Regions from separate parts of the Rattus norvegicus genome. Here region 2 is linked to region 1. Evidence: chromatin contacts called from public HiChIP or PLAC-seq data. All regions are on one chromosome and are shown on one strand. The core of a region is the stretch at or near the end of the contact, and the rest is flanking DNA. Distances in the headings are between cores, read along the strand shown.

Region 1 (6,739 bases), core at 3,511-6,010:
GTGGGAAGGATCTGCTAGTGTGCTGTAACAGCCAGCCATCTCTGCAAAACACAACTCCAAAGTCACACCCGTCCTTTGCCTCAACCTCAGTGTTGTGTATGTAATCTGGGCAAAATTAATTCCACACCGTAAACCTTAAAGATAAATGGGCACATGAGCGAGTGCTGGCACCTACTGCCCTCGGCACCTGAAGCTGTTCTCCATGAGTAGTTCTTGGAGACGCACTGGATTTGACTGAGTTGTAACAGCCAGCGGTACTGACAAACAGATGGCTGGCTGCTTCCTACAGGCTCTAGGGCTGTCTAGATGCCACAGGGTCAAACTGGGGAGCAGGGATGCCTGGTGGCCATGCCAGAACCTACTGTTTTCCCCAGGCAAACATGACAGAGTCTGGATGTATGGTCAAAGCCAGGCCATCTTTACTGGAGTGAGTGCAGGAGACAAATAGCTTACAACAACCTCTAGCATTGTCTTAACCATTTGATAAAAACTTCACTATAATATTTATTGTATAATGAAGAAAAAACAACACATTCAGGGAAAAATTGAGATTAACTTATTTTTCTTAAAAGGTTCATCTCAAGGATGGCAACAAAGTCCAGCTTGTGCCGCCAAACGGTTTTACATGATCAAACCGTGTACAGCTTCTTTGTGTGAACTGTTGACTACAAACATTTACCAAATACATAAATCTCTTTTTAAAAAAGCCATTTTAAATATAGCAAAGCAGTGTCTTCTTGCACAGCAAAGTGAAGAAAGTTTCTACAGAGAAATAAAAGTTTTACATCTGTAAAGTTCTTTTCACATTCTAATCATCTAGCTTTTATGATCCGATGCAGGAGTTTTCAGGTTCCGTATTTACTATGTATTTCTTGTGCGCATGATGGTTAATACAGAAATTATGTTAATACATTATCAGTCGTCTTTACAGTTGAAAGGAAATGGTGAGACATGTATTGTTCTTTTAGAACAAACCCCTGATTTAGTTTTGTAACACAATGGATGTAATTAGGGCTCAAAGGATGGAGTTTTGACTGGGACCACCTGTGTTCACAGAGCGGCGACACTCACTCTCAGTGTAGATCCAAAGAGTTCCGAAGGAACGGCCCACGTCCAGTGCAACTTAAAAGCTTTTTTTGTTTTTCTTTTTAATAATAAAATATGTTATCTGAAGGGAGAAAACTTTCTTGTGATGGTGTCTTATACAAAACACATGAGTCTCAAAGGGTAAGAAAAGTCAGTTTAAAGCAACACCGTCAGTGTCCTCCCTACTCTAGGCTGGCTTCCACTGAGAGCTGTGGATGTGGATGTGTTCACACATGAGCATCTGGGTGAAGGATGTCAGACCCATATGCTCCAGATCACACTGGGCATATGGGAAAAGATTAACAGTCAGATATTCAGTTCCTGAAAACGGAATACATTGTGACTTGGTCAGTGTAATTTAAGTACAAACTCCGAGCCGTGTGTAATATTCCTTTAGAAAACAGTAGTTGTACTGATTATAAACCTGCATAGAAAGACTATTGAGATACAGTCAGAGAAGCCATCTCATAAGGCACACAAGAAAATAGACAGTAAATGTGAATGTGTTAACTCCTATCCCAATATACAGCAGAAGTTCATGAACATGCATAAATAATAATGAAAGGGTCACTTAATACTTTCAAAGCTATAAATGGTTTACAAAGTGGTAAGGGGTATCTTGGAAAGTCAGTGTTGGGAGACTGTGACCTTATGAGGAACGTGCCTGTAAGTCAACTCAGTACACTTGAGGAAGAAAACCTAACCTTCTCTGAGGAAGAGCCAAGTGCTGAGACCACAGAGGAGATGAGACACCGTCCCCACTTCCTTGGCTTCCACTAACATGTGCTACCCAGACTGTCAGTGAGGCTCTCCAGTGCACAGCCTGTGCTCACCACGGTGCATGGACCGAATACCTGTGTGCGGCCAGGCAGGAAACCTGGCTGATGAGCTGTCGGGACAGCAGATGAGGAGACATCAAAAGGAGCATAATTTAGGGAATCGAGGGGAAAAGCAAAATGTAAGTAAAAACTGCAGGTAGCTGCTCAACATTGTTCAGTATAAAATAGCAGCCATTTTTAAACTCTTTAAGTTTTTTCAGGAAAAGGAGTATTTAAAAATCTAGGATAAAAGATATACAGGACTTTGAATTTTGTTCATGGCACAAGCCCAGTAAACGGATGAACTTGCCATCACCAACGAGCTGTCTCCCTGTAAGAGTAAGGCCTTGTTCAAAATCCAAGCTGAGGGTGGCACCAGTTTCCGTCAGGACAGCAAGAATTGTGTCGGGGATCTGCACCATAGGAGAGCTGCTCCCTGCACGCCCGTGCCTTCCCACGCACGGGACGCTAAAGCCCTCCTGGATTTTGTAACCAGCTGCATCATTCTATCTTTAGAGTCAAGGAGAAAAGATCCCTTCCCCTACAAATATTTTCCTAATTATTTACCACTTATAAAACCTTTGTGCTCATCTACTACTCAGCCATTTTCTCTAATATTAGTTAAATTAGGTCATCTTTCTACTGTTTTTTTTTTTCCCTCACAAAAGGCAAGTTTTAAATAATGCCTTATAAAATCTGTTACAACACATTTTATATTTATGCAGGATGAACTTAACACCAATTTTTTTGCCACTTTGCTATTTATGTACACATATAAAATATATAATGATGCTCACCCCATACAGCACAAAGATTACAACAGAACATCACACATTCACCACCAGTGAGGGGAAACCCCTTTACACAATCCTCTGAAAAACTGGGCTAATAATTAAAATCCAAAGTACAGTATATTTAACAAAATAGTAAATATTAAACAGTGAATACTCTACTTAAGGACTTCGCCTTTCCCCCCAAATTGGTGGCAATCCACAAAAATATACTTTTTAATCTGGTGACCATACAATACATAGGTACTTACATCAAAGGTGGTAATATATTTAAGATGCTATATACACAAAGAGTTTGGCTCGACTTTTAATTTACATATAGAATAATAATGTTCATGGCTTTTTTTTTTCCAAGGTTCTGCTTGCAAGATATTTTTGTTTTTTTCTTCCCTCTTAAAATAAAACTAAAAAGTTAAAACAAGATAAAGCTATTCTTTAAAAAAAAAAGTTACAACATACAGCTTTGGCTTATATAAATAATTCAGCAGAATGTGTTCAAAAGTAGTGGATATAATTTTATATATAGTCATCAATTCATTAAGGGTGTTTTCTTTCATATAAAATATACATGACCTAAAATCAGTTTCTTTAATTTTTAAAGATATGAATGTAAAAGAAACTTCTGACATATTCCAATTATAACTTAATATATTAATTTTATTTTGTTAATGCTCTATATTTCTAGGCTAGTATTTCTGAATATTTCATGCGTGTTTTCTATTCTCTCTTTTTAATAGCTAAAAATCACTTCTTTGACCCAATACATTTTTTTGCACGTGCAAAACAGTTATGTGTGGGGCTCTTTGTTTACTGTGTCTGTTTAATATAGACAGCCCTTGCCCATGCACCCCTCTGCAATAGACCCATGCCAGGTTGGGTTATTAATATAAATGACTTTATGTACAGTATTGCTTTCTTGGTTCCTGCTTTTCTACTGCTCTGTTCTACAAAGCAATTTTTTTTTTTTTTGAAGTAACTACAGTCACCGCACAGGTAAATAAAACAAATAGGGGCCCCTAGGTTTCTGCAGGCTAATGTGGAAGAATTATATATGGGTACACGTTTCTCTGCAAAAACTTTATCTTAGGAGACAAGTAGTCCAAGGAAGTGCCAGGCTGGTCTGTCTCTACAAGGTGCTCTGTGTGCCGTGTGCACACATCTGCATACCTACAAGGAGTCGCAGTAAGTGCCTGATTCTGTGTATGCAACACACACCCACACATACACACACTCACACCGACATACATATATATGTAAAGGGATATATATGTATGCATGTACATATAAATATATTGAACTCATGTCCTTATTCACCAATTTAAGATATGTAGGGCAGTTCACTGCAGTAACACAAAGAACAGACATGAACCAGGAAGCCTTAGGTCACCCATGTGTCCATCCTCATGCGTTTTACAGAGGGGCTTTCTCTGTCCTCAGCATTTGGAGGTCGGCCAAGCACAATTGGAGAATGGAAGTCGCCCCGTGGATCCTCCCGGTCACTGCCATCGTAGGAGCTGCTAGAGCTGCTCAGACTGTCCACAGGGGAGCGCCCCATTTCCTGCCGGGGTTGGGGCTGGGGCTGTGGAGGTTGTGGCGGTGGTTGCTGCTGTGGCTGCTGCTGCTGCTGCTGCTGGAAGCCTGATGGGGTCATTCTATCACGGGGAGGTGAAATTGGCTCTGACTTAATGTTGATGTTCTGGTTGGTGTTAATGGACAAATTTGAACCCTGAGATAACTGCCCTCCAGCCCTGTAGAGAAACAACAGTGGTGAGATGGTTTGACAGCACATCTGTTTACCTCACCCAAACAAAGCTGTTTACCTCAACAAAGCTCAGCAAACTGTCTGCCTGAGAAGACCTGCGAAGACTGAGGGTCTAAGATCCCTTACTTTTGCATCTCAACTCTGAAAAAAACCCCAGTTTTAGTATCAGGTGTTGTAACAACAACATGGACCTTGAATTCTGTTTTCTATCTCCCATCCCTCAGGATCTTCTGTACTGGGCTCTATGACAAGCACATCTCATGCTTTCCCAACAGCCATGAGATGTACACTGAGTCATCCTCATTTTCATGAGAACAAGTAGTTTCAGAAAGGCTAGGAATGTGCGTGGTAGTATGTGAGACAGGACTTCCGAGTCTAGGGCCTTTCTACTTATTTCCTGGACTTGTTTTTATTTATTCTTCTGTCACCATGCCTCCCGTGTTGCCCAGGGATGGTCTTCAATTCCCAGCTCCCCGCTTCTTGAGCAGCTGGGATGACAGGCAGCACTGGCTGCCCAGCTTTCCATGACTCACTCAGGACAGCCTAGGGCTTCAATAGCACACACCTCCCTAAGGCACTTGGCACTTCCATGCGCCACACAGTTCTCTAGAGTGACACTGGTGACAGTCCACACGTGCAGTTCTTTCACTGCCCAAGAGAAAGGAGTTGCTAGCTCTCTGGGCACTATGTGCAGGAGGCTAGGGTGCCCAGGCCTGATCAAGTGCAAAGCAGCCAGCTAGCTGGTGCTATGCTGTCCCTCTTCGGGATGCCCTCCTGTACTTGTTCCTTCTGATGTTCAGGGAGTCTGGCCTCTTCTTGGCACCATCATAAATCTTCTCTGCTTTATACCTTGCCTATAAGGAACATTCCTCTTATGAATGAAGTAGTTTGTAAACTGGGCCAGAAACAATCAAATGAATCCTATGGCACTGGACTCATACACAGAATATTTTCAATTCTATTTTTCTTCTACTAAGATCCAAGGAGAATGCATAAGCTTGCTGTCCTCTTCTCCAAAGCAAAGGAGAGAATGCAGATGAGCCTAAATGTTTTCAGCTCCCTTTCCTCAGAAAGCAAACTCAGAGATCATGCTGGGACACAATGGCTTATTCATCTGGCAGTGAGTGAGAAGGGAGCCTGCAGGTGCCATCTGCATTGTAGGGTTCCCTTGGTACCATCAGAGACTCTCCACATTTAATAAGAAAAGTTTTGCTCCACAGATCCCTTCAAGGAGCGCCTGGTTCCTCAGCACCCACACTGCTATCTAGAGCTCTGTTAAGAAGACACTCTCTCCTGACCCTTGTGTGAACATAAGCGAGGGTCATGGCAGGGCTTGTTCCTGACAGCCCACAAAGTCAAAGAGGACTGACACAAGTATGGGCAGGCCAAGTGCAAAAGATCAGGAAAATTCCCAGTTACTCACACTAGAGAGCTGAGGGCCGCTTGTCCTAGATGGTGCTGCTGCCAGGCTGAAGCCTGCCCCAGAGACAGCATTCCAGGGGAAGTAAAGCCTTGCAGGGCGGACAGGTCAGCGCTGGTCAATGAGTAATCTACAAAAGAAGGATATTATTACTACACAGATAAATATACCTGGCCCTTGGGAAAAGATAGACACTGGAACACTGTATTGAACCTGCATTGACAGGCGTTGATGCTCAGCAGGACAGGAAGGACGAACCATTTCTTGCTGAACGAATACACAACACAATCAACTACATTTGCTTCAGGAGCTCCCCGACTGCACATGTCACCTCAAATTCATGAACATCTTTCTATGACATACAAGTCATTTTCTACGAATGCTTCAGTCACAATTACTGTGACCAAGGCTTAGGTTGTTAGATACTGCTTACATGTACTTACTTTAATTCATCATCAACACAGGGTTTCCATTTAGTTCTGAAGAAAGGAGGCAGAGACTGCTACTTTTAACTTTTTTCTCATGTTTCAAAAAAGGTGTTTAAAGCAGTTGGTCCTCTAGCCTGATGTCTACTCTAGTAACCCTTCCAGTCCATAATTCTCTCTTGGCTTCTTGGCCTGTCCAGAGACCCACTTGACCATCTCCATAAACACCTTAATTCTGGCATAACCCAAACTGAACTCATGTTCTCAAAGCTGTCTTTCCTTTCTTGATAAGTTGCACCAACATACCCAATGGCTCATGCCAAGAAAAACCGAGTGTTCACATTATTTCTCTGCTGCATGCTTAACCTGAGCTATCAACAACTCTAGTCAATTCTACCTTGCTGTCCCTTTAGCTTGAGGAGGTTCCAATGTAATCT
Region 2 (7,023 bases), core at 1,213-3,712, 380 kb after region 1:
AATATGAATAAACACACTCACAGTTCCACAAGGTTTGGAAGCTTCTGAGCAAGGTTTTCTGGCTGAAAATCAAAAACTCAGAATTAAATTTTATCTTTAAAAAGTATTAACATTTTTAATTAACTTAAGCATAACAGAATATCTTCTTGGGATATAAATTTTGAGAAATGTGAAAATAGTAACAGTACGTTTGGGATTCATTCTTACACTGACCACGCGACACTTAGTATAGTCAAACAGTTAAAGTCAGCAGCCTTTGTTCACATTTGTCCTCAGCCTTTCTAATGCTGTGACCTTTTAATACAGTTCCTCATGTTGCAGTGACCCCCAACCATTATTTTTATTGCTACTTCATAACTGATTTTGCTGTTATAAATCATAGCATAAATATCTGTTTTCCAACATTCTTAGGTCACCCCTGTGAAAATGTTGTTCAACCCCAAAGTGGTTGCTACCTACAGGTTGAAAACTGCTTCCTTCCTTAGAGAAACCAGGCACCTCTCAGGAGACAGAAGGAAGGCGGCCATGGTGAGAGGTTGAGAAGCTAAAGAGGAAAACATGCACAAGGAATTCCAGAGACTATCAACAGCCTACACAGAGAGAAGGGCTCAGAAAAAAAGGGAACCCCACCCTGATGACCACACCCTAATTTTGGATGCTTGCTTCCAAAGTGTGAGCAATGCACTGCTGTTTGTACTACTTTGTTATGGTGGCCTCCAATAACAGCCCTCACTACCCCAATTCCCACACCCCTGCTGCCACAGATAGGCATCTCTGGGGCACTGAGACCCGAGAAGGTAGAGAATGGATAGAAAGAAGGACTGTGATCCCACACTTTGGCCCTGAGCTGGCATCTTAGAGGGAACGGCAGACTGATGAAGTAGGCGATGTGTGGGGAGGTGGATGGGGGTCCTTTTCCAAGGGAAAACTGCTACAATTCTACTCAACGGTTGAAAAGAACGGGGCTGTGGGAGGGTTGCTCCTGTATGGTTCAGATTTACACGTACATAAAGAGGTGCACTATGGAAACTGAAGGACACACGTGTTATGTTTTTTCATTCCACATCCCCCAAACACCAAAAGGTAAGCTGGCTTCAATGGCAGAACCAGGAATGGCTTTCAGAAAACAAAAACAAAACCTTGTCTGACATGGATTCTTAAAGACAAATATGAGATTGGCATGAGGTGGAAGGGTGGGGGTCTGTGGTTCACCTTCTGGGCACAGGAAGTAACATGTGACAAGGGGGAAGAGAAAGGGGTGTTTAGAAAATTATCATTTGGTCGGTAATGCCTTAGGACATATTGGGTTTTATAAATCCTGTTATATTGAGGGGCTGGCCAGCCTTAAGAATATGCGATGGTTTGAATGAGGTGTCCCTCCATGGTTGGTGCCTCTGTTTGTGCAGGTTTAGGAGCTATGGTCCTGCTGGAGGAAGCGTGTCACAGGAGGCAAAGCTCGGGTTTCCAAGGTCTGTCAGTCCAAGTTGGTTCTGTACTCCTTCTTGCAGCTCAGGATGTGAGTCCTCAGCGGCTACTGCAGCAGCTGCCTCATCAGGGCAACAGAAAGTCATTCGAAACACATTCTGCTCTTGAGCCTACGTCTGGAGGTCACAGCCACCTATAATTCCAGCTCCAGGAACTCTGACGCCCTCGTCTGGTCTCCTTGGACACCTGTACTCACACACACACATACTCCCCCAAGCGCATGTAAATTTAAAAACTGAGCCAAGTAAAAATCAAGTATAAAGATACTTTTGCACAAAATGGCAAGAACTGTTAGGTTTTAATGTAAGACATTACTACAGACCCATGCTTAAACATTTGGTCCCTGGATGGTGGTGCTCTTTGGGGAATATTGTACAGCCTCAGGAAGTAAGGCCTAGTTTGGGAGGTGGGAAAGATGGGCCACCATGAAAAGAGATGTGACTAATACGTGGGCTTATATTTTATTCTAAGGCATAGATTTTTTTTTAAAACCCTAAACACAATGGGAACCACTGGTTTTATTTTACATAAGAAAATAACAATTTCATACAGGCATACAGATACATTCCAACTGCTTATATATACATCGCCATGGCCTTTTGTCATAAGCTGCATTAGTAAACACAGACATTGTGAAACAACTGAAGTTTTGAGTTCTGACTGTTGACAGAACAACTTAAACATTTAAGCTGTACAAGCTGTGAGTTCACACAGTATACACTCAAACTTACTCCTTCAGTGTCACAAGTGGATCTAGCCAAATCCCTATATGGTCTTTTAGTATTGGTATCTTTCCTCGTAACAACACATGCTTCCATTTATGGGCATACCTAGCAACACTAGAGAACTGTAAAGCAATCAGCAGGGAAGAAATGCTCAGACCGTTATCGGGTTTCATGTGTGGAGCATCAACATTGTTGGTGGTTGGCTTACACGACGCTCTGCTTACTTGACTCGATCACACAGCATTCTATGATACACTGCTTTGCTTTTAGTTTGCTTTTTGAGTTAGAGCTATATACAAAACACTGACACCATACTTCTGCTACTGACAGGCATCAGTGTGAGCTTACTGACAAGTTAAATACATTGTGTTTTTATTTAAAAGCAGGTATACTAACTTTGAGAAGACTGTGGTCCATGAGAAGACTGCCTTTTGAAAATACAAAATAAGTAAACGCATCTCTCAAACAGCCTAGGAAACAGCGCCTATTGAGCAGGCCGTGACTGCCCCCTACTGGTGCCTAAGAAACTTCATTCATCTGTGAGCAGGCCGTGACTGCCCCCTACTGGTGCTCTGTAATATCACTCCCTCCTTTCTAATCCCACATTTTCGGTACATGGAAAATAGAAATTCCATTAACATTTATATCAATAAATTTGCTTCATGCAGTGCTTCCAATGCAAAAGTAAACTTTTTTATGTATAGCTGGCATAAAATGTTGCTTTCAAACTCCCCTTAAATGTGAAGACTTTTAAATGTTTATAACTTGGGACAAGTATTTCATCTTTTTTTTTTTTTTTTTTTTTTTGCTTTTTTTTTCGGAGCTGGGGACCAAACCCAGGGCCTTGCGCATGCTAGGCAAGCGCTCTACCGCTGAGCTAAATCCCCAACCCATCTATTTTTTTTAAAGATTTATTTATTTATTATATATAAGTACACTGTAGCTGTCTCCAGACACACCAGAAGAGGGAGTCAGATCCCATTACAGATGATTGTGAGCCACCATGTGGTTGCTGGGAATTGAACTCAGGACCTCTAGAAGAGCAGTCAGTGCTCTTAACCACTGAACCATCTCTCCAGCTCTATTTCATGTGTTTTATAAACCACAACAGATCTGTGACATTCTGTAGTAGAGACTGCCCTTCCTACTCCTCTCCTTCAGAAACTAGGGCAAAAATGATACAGTCTAGGGGGCTTCGTCAGGCTCGAGGTTTGGGATTTTTTTGTTTGTTTGCTTGTTTTGTTTTTCTTTCCTGCCAACTAAAGAATTAAACGGCAGGAAAAATCTTAAGCCAGGTAGAATCATCTCAAACACTGCTAACAGGAGCATACAGAATTTGCTGTCAAGGAAAGGCATTTAATGGGGATGAGGAAAAACACAGGCTTCCAGCAGACACACAGAGAAAAAGGCCCCTAGAAAGTGGGCAGAACACTCACAAAGCCAAAAAATCCAGTCTCTTCTCAAGGGTTGGGGTTTTTAAGTCTTTGAAGAACTTTTCTTCCCTTAGGGTTGGTCAGTTTGAAGAAAGACAGGATGGACAGATGGCCTACACCTCTTGTGTGACTTGGCCTTCTAGGAGATAAAAGCCTACAAGGCTTTGTTTTAAGCTGTCAGGCTTTTTTCTTAAGTCAGGAGGGTAAGGAAAACCTGGCCATCTTGGGAACCTGTCTCCTTAACCCTGACCCTCTCCCTGTCTGTTTACCTCCCAGAAGTCTAACTCCTAGTCTCTCAAAAGAAACTGCCTGCTCCACAGTGACTTCAAGATGGTAACAGCTTTGTTAGGGTTCACCCCTGAGGGAAAATACCTCAAGCCAGAGTACTCAAATAATCTGCAACTGTTTGCATCCCTTAGGAATAAGAAATACCTAGTGGCTATAAGCTACTAGGACCCAAGGTTCAGCACCTGCTGCAACCTAACATCTAATAACACATCTCACAGAAGTCACAAGTTTAGGCTCTTAGAACAGTTAAAGAAATTAAAAGGAATGGTCTGTGTCCTTATTTCACACTACACAGGAATTAGCTCAATTCAACAACTTTTAGTTTAGGAGCTAAAACCATCACTTATACAAAACAGAAGAATATGGTGCTAGAGAGATGGCTTGGCAGTTAAGCACACAAGCTGCTCTTCCAGACGACCCAGGTTCAATTCCCAGTACCCACATGTTGGCTCATGACCATCTGTAACTCCTGTCTCATGGGATCCCATGCCCTCTTCTGGCCTCCATAGGTACTGCATACATGTAGTGTAGAGACATAACTGCAGACAAAACACCCACATGCATAAAATGAAAACAAATTATTTAAAAGAAAAGGAATAAATGTCCTTACTATTGGATTTGGCAGTAGATTTCACAGATGGTATACAAAAGCAATGCTACAACAGGGAAAAAGTATATAAGTTGAACATCCTAAGTAAGACCTTCTGTACATAAAAGGACACTATAAATAAAAGACAATGTATAGACTGAGAGAAGTATTTACAAAACACATAGCAGGTAAGGATCCAGTACCCAGAACATAAAAGGACTATTGTAACCCAGTAACAAAAAAGCTACTGAAAGATGGACTAATTATTTTAAAAAAATCTGCTAGAGATGGATTTCAAACCTCCTTAAAGGCTTGGCTCCCATGATGCTGCTTTCCGGAGATGGTGAGTCTTTAGATCACAGGGAAAGTCAACTTGAAGGGATTTGAGTCCCTGCCTTCCTTCCCGTCTCTCATTCTTTCTACTCTTGCTTCCCAGTCACAGAGGAACAGGTGTACTCCACAGTGGATGGGAACTTTTAAAACCACAAGCCAGAATACCTCTTTCTAAGTTGGTTATCCAGGAATTTGCTATAACAACAGAAAGCCAACTAACACACTATTGTGTGCTAAATTCTAAAAGCAGCTATAAATGCTGCTTAATGTCACCAGCCTCCAGGAAGTGCGAATCAAACCTGCAATGAAGTATCACTTCATAACTATGAGAACAGCTATGCCAACAACAACAACAAAATGAAAAATATCAAATGTTGATAAGGATGTAAAGAATGTAGAACTTCGAGCTGCAGAATGAGGAAGAATCAGCTTTCTGCAGAGATAAGCCCCCATAGGTTATACAATCCCAGTGGTCGTCAGCCCTAAATGCATGTACACATAAGCAATGCTCTGTACATGTGTTGGTAGATGGGTGAGTGAGATAATAGATACAGACGAGGTGGAGACTACCAGAGAAACGGAGGAGATGCTGGAAGGGGGAGGGGGTAGAAATAAATGATGTAAATACAACATACGCATGATGAGGTTTGGTCTGTTTCTGTGTACTCTAATGGCAAGTTCTGGCCCCCAAGATCTGGTTGCCTCAGGGACAAGGAAGTCCTCACATACACAAGTCATGCTGTGTAACCTTGCTACTTAATTTAAAACTATTGGTTGAACGAAGATGCCTACTGCCTTTAGCGGGCAGAAAAGAGGTAGGTGGGGCTTTGGTTCCCAGGGCTTGGGGTCTGAAGCAGAGACAAAAAGGAGCAGAAAGTGAAGAGAGAGATGACACCATGGAGTAAGGGATCGTGAGAACTAGCCATGAGGGCTGGCCACTCCAAGTGAGAGAGGCCCAGTGGAACATGGCCAGTCATATCTTGGGGCTATTGACAGGGAAGCAAACAAAATAGTTTAGAGGAGTGATATCTGCCCAGCTCTACTGATATTAAGGATTATTATAAAGGTTTTGTATCTTTTTATCTGGGAACTATATGATCCAAGGTGGGGAAGAAACCCCAGATTGATTTTTATTACAACATATACATGTTTAAATTCTCAAAAAACTTACATTAAAAATTAACAGAGGTTGGGCAATGGCAGTGCACGCCATTAATCCCGGCACTGAGGAGGCAGGGGCTGGCAGATCTGAGTTCAAGACCAGCCTGATCTACAGAGTGAGTGCTAGAACAGTCAGGGCTATGCAGAGAAACCCTGTCTCAAAAGAAAAAAAATTTTTAATTAAAAGTAAGCAAACTGGTAACCATGGATGCCATGATCTGACTTTACCACAGAGCTGCAGCCTTGTGAAGCACCTTTGACCAGGCCTGAACTTTGATCAAATAAGACTGCCCTTATTGCATGATACATGTTGTGTAATTGTTAATTATATACCCAATTGCGCAAGACAATCTCCCCAAACTAGACCCTGGCCACCATGAATGTGTCTATGTGTTTTTACATGAATGTGGGGGCTACACGTGCGAGCGCGCGCACACACACACACACACACACACACACACACACACACACACACACTGCAGGCTGTTCCAGCCTATAGCTTCCTCTGCTCTGAAGTAACCTGCTCTTTATAACTCGGGAGGCTTTTCCTGTCTGTTGGCTATTCTCTCTATCCCTAACAGGTAGCCGCTCTTTATAACTCGGGAGGCTTTTCCTGTCTGTTGGCTATTCTCTCTATCCCTAACAGGTAGCCATGGCAGCTCTGCACTCCCAAATGCCTCTGGCCACTCATCTCTACCACCTGAGGAACAGCCATGAAGCAGTTTCATATCTAAAATAAACCTTCTTTCCACCCATGGAGCAGTCCAGTTCAGTGGTTTCACTGTGGCCTTGCTTACGTTTCCACAGACTGATTTCTATGACAGTATATAAATACTGAAATGCAAGCGGAATGCTGTGTGTGACAGCTTAATGTCTATAATCCCGGCACTTGGGAGGCTGGAGCAAGGAGAAAGCACAAGTTCAAAGCCAGCCTGGACTACATTGCAAGACCCTGTTTTAAAAACAAACAGATCACTGAAAAACTTGACCATGTGATAGACTTTCCTAC

Evidence for each region. HiChIP or PLAC-seq counts read pairs in DNA pulled down with a chosen protein or histone mark.
Region 2: an H3K27ac HiChIP or PLAC-seq map of oligodendrocytes shows a contact between it and region 1, with 5 times the contacts expected there. The contact joins two enhancer-like sites. A contact is called at or near these places in 7 of 12 Hi-C or Micro-C datasets (the A7r5 cell line, the Rat2 cell line, kidney and 3 more) and 1 of 1 datasets of contacts at active chromatin or transcription factors (oligodendrocytes).

The regions. Positions count from the first base shown.
Region 1 is chr1:130,257,686-130,264,424 of GRCr8, forward strand. It overlaps Mef2a (myocyte enhancer factor 2a), which reads right to left. Exons shown (of 11, transcript NM_001014035.2): 10 at 5,881-6,007; 11 at 2,647-4,443. The coding sequence ends at 4,074. Among named protein-coding and RNA genes, the nearest start is that of Lysmd4, 12 kb to the left of the region's middle. Within about 2 kb of position 4,761, at least 31 of the 93 cell types and tissues checked have an H3K27ac peak or open chromatin away from gene starts, as enhancers often do.
Region 2 is chr1:130,637,834-130,644,856 of GRCr8, forward strand. Lrrc28 (leucine rich repeat containing 28) reads right to left here. Exons shown (of 10, transcript NM_001108486.1): 3 at 22-62. Among named protein-coding and RNA genes, the nearest start is that of Lrrc28, 15 kb to the right of the region's middle. Within about 2 kb of position 2,463, at least 4 of the 93 cell types and tissues checked have an H3K27ac peak or open chromatin away from gene starts, as enhancers often do.